Linked DNA regions of Salmo salar: region 2 is linked to region 1. Evidence: chromatin contacts called from public Hi-C data. All regions are on one chromosome and are shown on one strand. Each heading gives the region's core, a stretch centred on a gene start, on an enhancer-like site or on the middle of the called end of the contact. The rest is flanking DNA. Distances are from core to core; before and after follow the strand shown.

Region 1 (5,282 bases), core at 1,534-4,033:
GGTGCTGCAGCACCCCCTAACAAAATCTGAATTAGAAAATATATATTAGTACAAAAAAATATTTTGGGGGGATATTTTTTTTTCTCTCTCACAAAAGTAGTGCACTGGGCCTTTACTAGTCCTGTATTAGCCAACCAATAGATATTTGTAACATGGGGGAAAAATGTTTTCAGCATCTCCGCTTTGGCAGAAAAGGTAGTTGTATAATTAAGAACAGTATCTTGCAGAATTCAATAGTTGGAATTGTAAGAGTTGACTGGAATCCAGAAAGAACAAAACCCTGTCCTCAAACATTTACATCAAAAGTTGAAAGGTTATGGGCAAAGACACAAAACATTCACATCAATTTGAATATCAAATAACATAGAAAAAGGCAGTATATTTTGCAGTATTAATTTACTGTCCTTACAAGCCACTAAATATATATGTACATTACTGTACTGTACATAGGCTGATCATCTAGGCTTCTACCTGTAGACTTTCCATCACCACGAAGAAAAACTATGCACAATACAGTAATTGAGTACACTGAGACATCATGTGGGTCAGTTGGTAGAGCATAACACTTGCAGCACCAGGGTTATGGGTTCGATTCCCACAGAGGACCAGTACGAAAATGTATTCACTTACTATTGTAAGTTGCTCTGGATAAAAACATCTACTAAAATGCAAAAGGAATGAATAGACTATTTCAGTTCACATAGAAATAACTTGCAGTATTTCAAGAAACTGGAAAACATACTCAAGTTACAAATTCTGGTAAACACATTTTTTTCACAAAAGTAGTGCATTGGGCCTTTACTCGTCCTGTATTTGCTGCAATAAAAATTCAGCACCTCCATCCCCAAACTACCTCCTGCAGCTATGATAATATCATGACATGGCAGCTTTACTATTGCTGTTCTGTTCAAGCCTGCTATTGTGTCTATTGACCAACAGAGGGGGCTGTACGCTCTGTGGCTTTCATCCCACAGAGAATGAAAGTCACAAAATTGTCTATATAGTAAAAATTCATGAAAACATACATGAGCTTTTTGGTTTTAATTTCAGGTTAGGGTTAGGCATATGGTTAGCAGTGTGGTTAGGGTTGGGTTTAAGGTTAGGGTCAGGTTTAAAATCTGAGAAGATAAATTGTACAAATAGGCAGGGTCTATTACTTTGTGACTGTGGTAATTAGTGACGACCACAGAGAAGGCTGACTCACTACTGAGAGAGATGATCATCTGGTGTGCTAAGCAGTAAACCCTCAGAGAAAAACAGCCTGTGCATGCCAGCAAGCCAGCCAGCCAGCCCTTTGTGTGAACAACTCCCTCCACATTTCTCTAAACAGTTCCACTGATCAGATTACATGGCAGGATTATGAGTAAAACTGTATGTCACTGTGAAGACTGATGTCTACTGATTAAACAGACATCTTCATTTCCACTCTCAGTCAGTTATCCAGAACAGCCCATCTCCATTAGAGACCTAGACACTGAAATAGTACAATCAGATTTAGTTGAACAGGCTAAATCAGTGTTCCATGATATGAGGAACAGCAGCATACTGGGTGTACCATTGAAATGTTGATTCCTCATGCATAATGTCTCTAACAATTCAGTGCGTTTACACGAAACCATAGGAATTGGCTATACCGGCATAAGCAGATCTTGGACCAGGCTACCTAAATATTGCCCATAGTCCCTTTTGTCACAGTCACCCATACGCGTCACCTTAGAGTCGCTGTGGTAGACAAAGATGTTCCTGGTGCTGTTGTCTCTAAGGTAGGTGATCTGCAGGCCGTAGGGGTTGCCTATCTTAGCCGGCTGGAACGTAGCGTTCAGAGTCTCAATCTTCATCACCGCCTTGGGGTCCCGCGCCTGGGGGAGATACACAAACTGTACAGTACATAAATACATTTAACCCCACCCTTCTTAATCATTATACATATAACTTGTTAGAATAACACATACTGTATGTTTACAGTAAACACAAACATGACATCTTTTGAGGCATTTCTTTTAGTTTCCTTGTAGACACATGCCTGTATACTGTACATAGCCTGCTATACAAGTATTCATGTTTAACTCAAGATGGTTAACTCAAGATGGTTAACTGGAGATGGTTAACTGGAGATGGTTAACTGGAGATGGTTAACTTGATATGGTTAACTTGAGAGCTAGTAGCATAAAGTTAGCTGGATTCATGTGCGAGAGCGTTTGTGTTGACTTCAGCCTTACCTCCTGCTTGCTGAAGTACTTGAGCGCCCCCTCTCTTTCTGACAGGATGAATTTCCGACTGAGGAACTGACCGTTGTCTCGGCCCCGTTTCCATAGAAACCCCTCTCTGTACCCTGGGTAGATAGAGACACACCAGACAAGCTCAGACAAACTGACATAGTGGAGGTGAAAGAGAGAGAGATAGAAAGAGATATGGAAGAGGTGGGAGAGAGAACAAGAGAGAGAAAGAAGGAGAAATAACTCTCTGGTGTTATAAAGAAATACCAAAGCAGATGAAGGGAGAGAGAAAGCAAGACAGAAAAAAAACAGGCTTTAGCTGAAAGAGAGTGCATGAGAGAGGAAGTCAAAGAAAAGATGACAGGGAGAAAAAATAACCCCCCTGATGGTAAAGTACATCCTTTTACATGTTAATGACACAGTGCTCTATTTAAGCAATAAGGCCGAGGGGGTGTGGTATATGGCCAATATACTATATAAGGGCTGTTCTTAGGCACGATGCAACGCCCTTAACCGTGGTATATTGGACATATACCACAAACCCCCAAGGTGCCCTCTTACAGACAGGAAGTAGTTTCATTATATGATGTGGCAGTACAGAGCACTGTATGTAATTCATTACAGGCTACACACGCACTTCATCTCTCTCACTCTCTCTCTCCTTCTCTCTCCCTCCTCCCCCTCTAGTTCGCTCTTTTTACTTCTCTATTTTCCTTCCACCTCCCTCCCACTCTCTCACTCCATGGAATGTCAGTTATACTGTAAGTATCCCCCTCTATATATCCCTCCTTTCCCTCTCTCATATACACTCATAACCCCTATTTTCAATCTCCTTTTCCCATCCAGCACCCCTCAAGTTCCATACCACCCCACTTCTCTCCCCCCTCAAGTTCCATACCCCCCCCTTCTCTCCCCCCTCAAGTTCCATACCCCCCCCTTCTCTCCCCCTCAAGTTCCATACCCCCCTTCTCTCCCCCCCTCAAGTTCCATACCCCCCCTTCTCTCCCCCCTCAAGTTCCATACCTCCCACGTCTCTCCCCCTCAAGTTCCATACCCCCACGTCTCTCCCCCCTCAAGTTCCATACCCCCACCTCTCCCCAATCAAGTTCCATACCCCCACTTCTCTCCCCCCTCAAGTTCCATACCCCCACGTCTCTCCCCCTCAAGTTCCATACCCCCACGTCTCTCCCCCCTCAAGTTCCATACCCCCACGTCTCTCCCCCCTCAAGTTCCATACCCCCACTTCCATAGCACCTAATTCTCTCCTCCTGCCTCTGTCCCATTTTCTCCTCCCTCTCATCTCTCCATCCCCTGGTGACAGAGATTGGTGTCTCTTTTCCCAGTCTGACATGAATCATTCACCTTGCATTACCTCATCGATCAATAACAACCTCCCCCCTGCACCTCCCTCTCTTTCTCTGCATACAGAATCAATACTGCCATCGACCACTGGGGAGGCTAGTTTACTACCACTCTCCTTGCTCTACAGAAGCTAACAGAACATCTAGGACCCTGAAGAGGGTTGAAAATATGGATCTATTGATTTTAGCCCTGGGTACATCTGATGCAAATGTATTGATGATGCAAATATATGTGATGCAAATAGATATAAACTAATATAAATCTCCTGCCCAATGCATCCATCTGTATTAGCCTGTCATACAACTGTGTGTGTGTGTGTGTGTGTGTGTGTGTGTGTGTGCGTGCTTCTGTGTGTGTACATGTGTGCGTGTATGTGTGGCTGCGCAAGACGCATGTGTATGTGTGCACATAAAGAGGAAGTTGAATCTCATGGTAAACAGACGAGGTCATCTTTATTAAATGGGAATCCAGTCTGGCTCCAATAAGAGCAAGATAGCCTTCACGCAATGAAACAAGACTCATTCACTGCCACTGACACTGTCTCCGTTAAGTAAGAACACAAACAGGCACAATGAAGAATACAAGGTCAGACATAGTCACTCTGCCTTTATCCTATGCCTCAGTCATCCTTTCTCAAATCAAATCCGATTTTATTTGTCACATGCGCCGAATTCAACAGGTGTAGACCTTACAGTGAAATGCTTACTTACAAGCCCTTAACCATCAACGCAGTTCAAGAAATAGAGTTAAGAAAATATTTATTAAATAACTAAAGTGAAAAATTGAATAAAATGTAACACAAAATATGTTCAATTCATAGTTCCCAAACAAAGCATTTCTGTGGAAACTGAAACTGTGGAGTGCAAAGGATTTGAAATATTCTGACTTGAAGATGCAGGGGTTAAGGAGTTGTCACTAAACTCTTTCAAGGTTTTATTAGTATTTGCAAACTGTTTAGGCAATGCCTTGTTGTCATGACAGAGAAGGACTATTTGTTGGCAGGATTTTCCATAGCTCTGCATCCATAGCTTTGCATAGGCAAAGCTTGTGTGTGTGTGTGTGTGTGTGTGTGTGTGTGTGTGTGTGTGTGTGTGTGTGCATGTGTGTCTGTCTCTGTGTGTGTGTGTGTTTGTCTCTGTGTGTGTGTGTGTGTGTGTGTGTGTGTGTGTGTGTGTGTGTGTGTGTGTGTGTGTGTGTCTCTGTGTGTGTGCGTGTGTCTCTGTGTGTGTGTGTGTGTGTGTGTGTGGAGGTCATGACATTCTGTCAGCCGGTGATTGTCAAGCAAATAACTGCTGGTCTCATGGTAATTGACTGTTAATTAACATTTAGCATCTCCTGGCTTCCACGCATAGCCTACAAGCCACTGATGAAGACCTTTGGAACATCTACATTTTAAAAAGTCTAATAAATCCATAGACTCCACCATCACAATAAATATTTGATGTATTTTAGACAGGTCTAAAGAAACATGATAAGAAGAAAATGTAGACTATTTCAGAAGAACAGAATAGCATACTCCTTGTCCTACCCTGATCTGGCTAGGCCATATGGCTGTGGGCTACACTAGTTCATTTAGCAGACAAGATTTGCTTAGAATTCCTTGGCATTATTTTATATCATTGTATAGTATGAAGAATACAATTGAACATAGCTGAATGAAATAGAAAGGATGTTTTCTCCAAAATATTTGGGAGTGTGCACATG
Region 2 (5,282 bases), core at 1,583-4,082, 36 kb after region 1:
TTCACTGATGACTTGGATCTAGAGCACAAACAGAAGAGGTCTTACTCTTTATTCCTTCACTCAAAAAAAGATGTCACTTCCAAGCTCACAGATCCCATCTCCTTAATCCTGTTTTTCGATTAGCTTTAGGAGTGATCACAAACCCTGGTCCAGCAGAGTTACAGAGCATGCGCATACAGATGATGCAATCTCTATTGCACTCCACACTGCCCTTTCCCACCTTGACAAAAGGAACACTTATGTGAGAATGCTATTCATTGAATACAGCTCAGCGTTCAACACCATAGTGCCCTCAAAGCTCATCACTAAGCTAAGGATCCTGGGACTAAACACCTCCCTCTGCAACTGGATCCTGGATTTCCTGATGGGCCGCTCCCCGGTGGTAAGGGTAGGCAACAACACGTCTGCCACGCTAATCCTCAACACTGGGGCCCCTCAGGGGTGTGTCCTCAGTCCCCTTCTGTACTCCCTGTTCACCCACGACTGCATGGCCAGGCATGACTCCAACACCATCATTAAGTTTGCAGACGACACAACAGTGGTAGGCCTGATCACCGACAACGACGAGACAGCCTACAGGGAGGAGGTCAGAGACCTGGCCGGGTGGTGCCAGAATAACAACCTATCCCTCAATGTAACCAAGACTAAGGAGATGATTATGGACTACAGGAAAAGGAGGACCGAGCACGCCCCCATTCTCATCGACGGGGCTGTAGTGGAGCAGGTTGAGATCTTCAAGTTCCATGGTATCCACATCAACAACAAACTAGAATGGTCCAAACACACCAAGACAGTCGTGAAGAGGGCACGACAAAGCCTATTCCCCCTCAGGAAACTAAAAAGATTTGGCATGGGTCCTGAGATCCTCAAAAGGTTCTACAGCTGCAACATCGAGCGCTTCCTGACTGGTTGCATCAATGCCTGGTACGGCAATTGCTTGGCCTCTGACCGCACTTACCTATTGTTCACCTAACACCTTTTTTGCACTATTGGTTAGAGCCTGAAAGTAAGCATTTCACTGTAAGGTGTTGTATTCGGCGCACGTGACAAACTTTGATTTGCGGCCTTTTTTGTCAGCCCAGTACTAACATACCTGAAACAACTAATGAAGGTTTAAATGTTAAACCATTAGGTGAACTATAAGTATTTAGTGCTGGTGTGGAACAAAAGCCTGCATGCACTTTAACTCAGGGCTGGGACTGGAGACCACTGCTTTACACTTTACAGGTCACACATACTTGGACCGTGAGCGGCGGTGGTTGTCGTGGCGGCGGCGACTGGGGCTGGGCGACCCAGAGCTGGTTGAGCTAGAAGATCGGGAGCTGGAAGACCCGGAGCGGCTTGAGGCAGAGGAGGAACTGGAGCCGCTGGAAGAACCGGAGCTGGAGCCAGAGCTGCTACTGGAGCTGGACCTGAGTGAAGACCGGGAGAGGGGCTTACTTTAGACCCGAGTGAAGACAGAAAGATGGGCTTACTGTGGGCATCAGAAAGCAGTGACTGCGGAGATAAGTTGTCTGATAAAAACAAGAGATGCTATGCTAAGGGTACAGCGATAGCAAGAGATGAGAAAGGACGTCACATATTGTGTCTGACCTGTTGCTCCCAGTGGAGCTACGTCGCTTGCGTCCCTTCTCCTTCTCCCTGCCCCTCTCAGTTCCCTCCTTGGTGGCACCTGTTTTCTCCTTCCCTCGCTCTTTTGCCTTGTCATCCATATGCTCCTTTCTCCTCACTGGAGAAGGCGCCCTGTGGATTGATAATATAATGACTGTCTATATCTAGCTAGAGGACAAGTAGAAACTATTCAGACTTCAGCTACAATTCCAGTCTGTGATGCAATATGTTGCATATACAGTATGTTTGTGAGCTTGCTAGTGAAACTATAAGGCACATAACGTTACATATCTATGAGACAAATATATCCTGTTGGCTACATCATTTCAGTGCTAGAACATTATCTTGCTTCATGTCGGTCAGGTGATAATTTAGGGACATGGCGGGAAAAACGATCTAACGTTACTTATGTAGGTACGTTGTAGACTGAATCTGGTTCGAATTTTCTGAACCGACAAGTCAAATCTGTGCCCTTTAGCAAGGCACGTAACCTTAATTTGCTAAAGGGGCGCCATACTACTATGGCTGACCCTGTAAAAAAACAAATTTCCCTGCACCTATCCGGTGTATGTGACAATAAAACATATTTGTATGTTTTTTTGGGCAGACGTGCCCATACAACTAGCTTTATCTAGATACCCTCTATTTTGCTAATTCAACGACACATCGGTGAAATATACTCTTGAGTCAAACTGCGTTTCCTAAAACAACAACATAACATACATCATACATCTATATACAATCGTTAATTCGACGATTAAAGTGGATTGAAAAGGGACATTTACATATTTGTTCTGGTTGCCGCTACAAGTCGCAGAGAGATGACGTTGCAAAGTTGAGCCGGAGAATGTGACATTTCAAAAGACGCACAGCTCACTCTGCTGTATTTTATTGGAATAGAAGTCTTTGGGAGGTATATATTGTGTATCATATTTTGATACATTAAAGACAAAATGTGCGATTAGTAGAGATGATGAATGTGTATGCCTCTAACATTGTAGCAACATTCTTTATTCAGTATAAATGTTCGATGTCTTCTTAAAAACAAATGGTTTATTCTATTCAATGTGATAAAGCTATAAATAAATGTGTAGCTAATGCATAAACTGTAGTTAATGCGATGTCTTTCATTTCTCTGTACACGTATTTTATTTCTGTCCACGCATGGAGAAAGTTTTGACACTTCATTGGAAGAACCAGTGAATTAGTTAACAGTTGCTGCTTTCTTACCGGGTAACATTTTCTGTAACGCAACACGGAAGTGACGGCTCGCTTTCGTAGAAAGCGTTGTTTTGCTACATCTTCAGCTACTTTTCAGCCAAGAAGACACCTGTTTTACAGTCAAACTTCACTATGTCTTCAGATTTTGAAGCCTATGAACAGGACTTTGGAACCCTGACAGCAGAAATAACCAACAAAATTGGAAGGATTCCCAAATTAGGTGGAGGTAAACCACGTTAAGCTCTATTAGTTTACCAGCGAATGACTTCTGTCATGTCAACAAATTAATAATGCAGCTAGCTAGCTAGTTTCACATGACACGTATTTTACGCAAATGTCATCATATTCCCTGCCGAATATTTAGCTACCTAAAGCAATTCCACTAGCTTTGTGCTAGTGAAATAACGACGTTGGCTATCCAACTAACTAGCTATTTAGTTTGTCAGCTATCTAGCTAACGTTCGCTATCAAAGAGCCATTAATAGGTCTTGAGCATTCAGATACTGTGCTGACAAACGCACAGCAGTTTAATTCTACATTTATGATGATATGTTCCTAAAGGGAGATTGAATCCTGGTTCAATGGCAATAGGTTGTCCGGCTCCTAGTATTGGTACTTAATATAAAATATTATCTTTCAATCATGTACCTAGGCTAAACATAATAGGATTGGACTTTTAATCAAGTAAAACGAGACTTTATTCATATCTAGAACATGATGTGGACTACATTGAAAAATAAATAATTGTCTTGTTTGTGAAGATGTAGGCTTTAGTGGGACTGAATTGTTGAGTCAAGCCTCTTAAGTGCAGTAGACCAAATCCATCATTTTATTTTTTCATTGTTCCACTTCTAAAGTAGGTAATAGGATATAAAGTAGGCCTACATCTAAGAAACGAGATGAAATTGCCCATCCTCCCTACATTTATTCCACCTCAAAACACAAGAAAGAGGGTTTCGACACCCACCATCTCAGATTGTTCTGAAATCGTTTCAGTAGTTAGAAATGGTTAAGATTAGCATTCCTAAAAACATTATTTTGTTGAAATATAATTTGATCTCTGAGAAATTATGCTGATTGATTGCACCTATTTTAATTTATAGGATTCATATAATCTTCAAAAAGTATAGTACCTAACATCTGATTTTGACCATACTTCTTCCTAAACATTAGTAAGCCATGAGGAATTCAATCCAATTATCAAAAGCCACTCACGGACCCCCCACACCACACTAGAGAGCAATAGGCACTAACTCCGCCATGGGCATATGAATGGAGTTTTTGTAGGGGTTTTGGATAAATGGTGAAAATAAGGTCTGTGGTAAACACAGGCTTAGGAGAACTTATAGATTTTGTTCTATTAGATCATCTTCATTAGTTAAGGTTACATTTTGTGGATTTAATGCATTTATCTAATAAAAAAAAAAAAGCACATTAAGGCTTCATAATTAATAAAGGTCATGTTAATTGACTGGTATTATCTCATAGAACAAAACGAATAAGGTCTCCTAAGCCTGTGTTAACCTCAGACCATATTTTTGGCCTTTATCCCAAAACCCTATTCTTTCCCCATAAGGATGGCTGAACGAACGAGAGGTCTCTCATTTCTGTTTTTTGGCTACAAGCTGGCGAGTGCTATTAGCTGAATTTCTCAGAGATCAAATACAATTTAAAATAGGCAACAGTAAACATGTCGTCCACCACGAATGATGCAGCACCTTTGGGCCAATTGAGGTATTGTGTGTTATTTAACACGTTTTAGTTAATTACTGTACACTAGCTCCCACCTTGGGCCAATCAGTGTAATTTTGGAACTGACTGATTTCTATAGCGAAGATGCGTCATTCATCCACGTTTCATTCAAATCGGGCCAGTACTGTCTGAGATATTGCGTGTGACGAACGTACTAACACAGAGACAGATCCACAGTCCCCTTCCTGATTTCCACAGTCCCCTCCCTGATTTCATCGATATGAATGTTCTTGCATATGTTAAGTCTTGACAGTGTTTGCAACATGTGTACCAAATTTAGTTACAATATGAATATCCTTGACTGATTTGTATGCATTTATGTGCCAGACCATGCCCACGTGAATGATTATTGGTCAATAGTGGCCATGTTGTTTTAGGTACTAGTCTGGAAAATATTGCGTTGAGAGAACCTTTATCCATAGATGCCACATATCAAGTTTTGTGCAGCTCAGTCATTTGGTGCCAGAAGAGTAGCGTGTTTTTAAGTGGAAAACCCATTATTAATCTGCATAGAGGCAGATTTGTTACTTGTGAGGAGAGGTACCTATGTACTGAATTTCATGACTTGAGGTCAAACGGGGTGAGCGGCGTGACCTTTCAAAGTTTGCATTTTCAATCTCTTATTATAGTGCCACCATCTGGCAAATCAGTGTAATTTAGTAAATGCCAGATCTGTATGGCAAAACACATAATTCAGC

The links. Hi-C and Micro-C count contacts between places; a contact is called where the count stands out from the background.
Region 2: a contact with region 1 is called in a Hi-C map of blood, with 3 times the contacts expected there. The contact joins the promoter of LOC106579024 here to the enhancer-like site in region 1. A contact is called at or near these places in 2 of 3 Hi-C or Micro-C datasets (blood and gill).

The regions. Positions count from the first base shown.
Region 1 is chrssa19:52,732,453-52,737,734 of Ssal_v3.1, forward strand. It overlaps LOC106579021 (arf-GAP with dual PH domain-containing protein 1), which reads right to left. Exons shown (of 10, transcript XM_014158422.2): 5 at 2,220-2,332; 6 at 1,713-1,877. Among protein-coding and RNA genes, the nearest start is that of sox8a, 16 kb to the left of the region's middle. Within about 2 kb of position 2,784, at least 3 of the 13 cell types and tissues checked have an H3K27ac peak or open chromatin away from gene starts, as enhancers often do.
Region 2 is chrssa19:52,768,204-52,773,485 of Ssal_v3.1, forward strand. LOC106579024 (vesicle transport through interaction with t-SNAREs homolog 1A) reads left to right here and starts at 2,833. Exons shown (of 8, transcript XM_045702457.1): 1 at 2,833-3,058. The coding sequence starts at 2,965. LOC106579022 (RNA-binding protein with serine-rich domain 1) reads right to left here and starts at 2,549. Exons shown (of 7, transcript XM_014158424.2): 1 at 2,397-2,549; 2 at 1,594-1,743; 3 at 1,239-1,412; 4 at 1-18. The coding sequence starts at 2,542.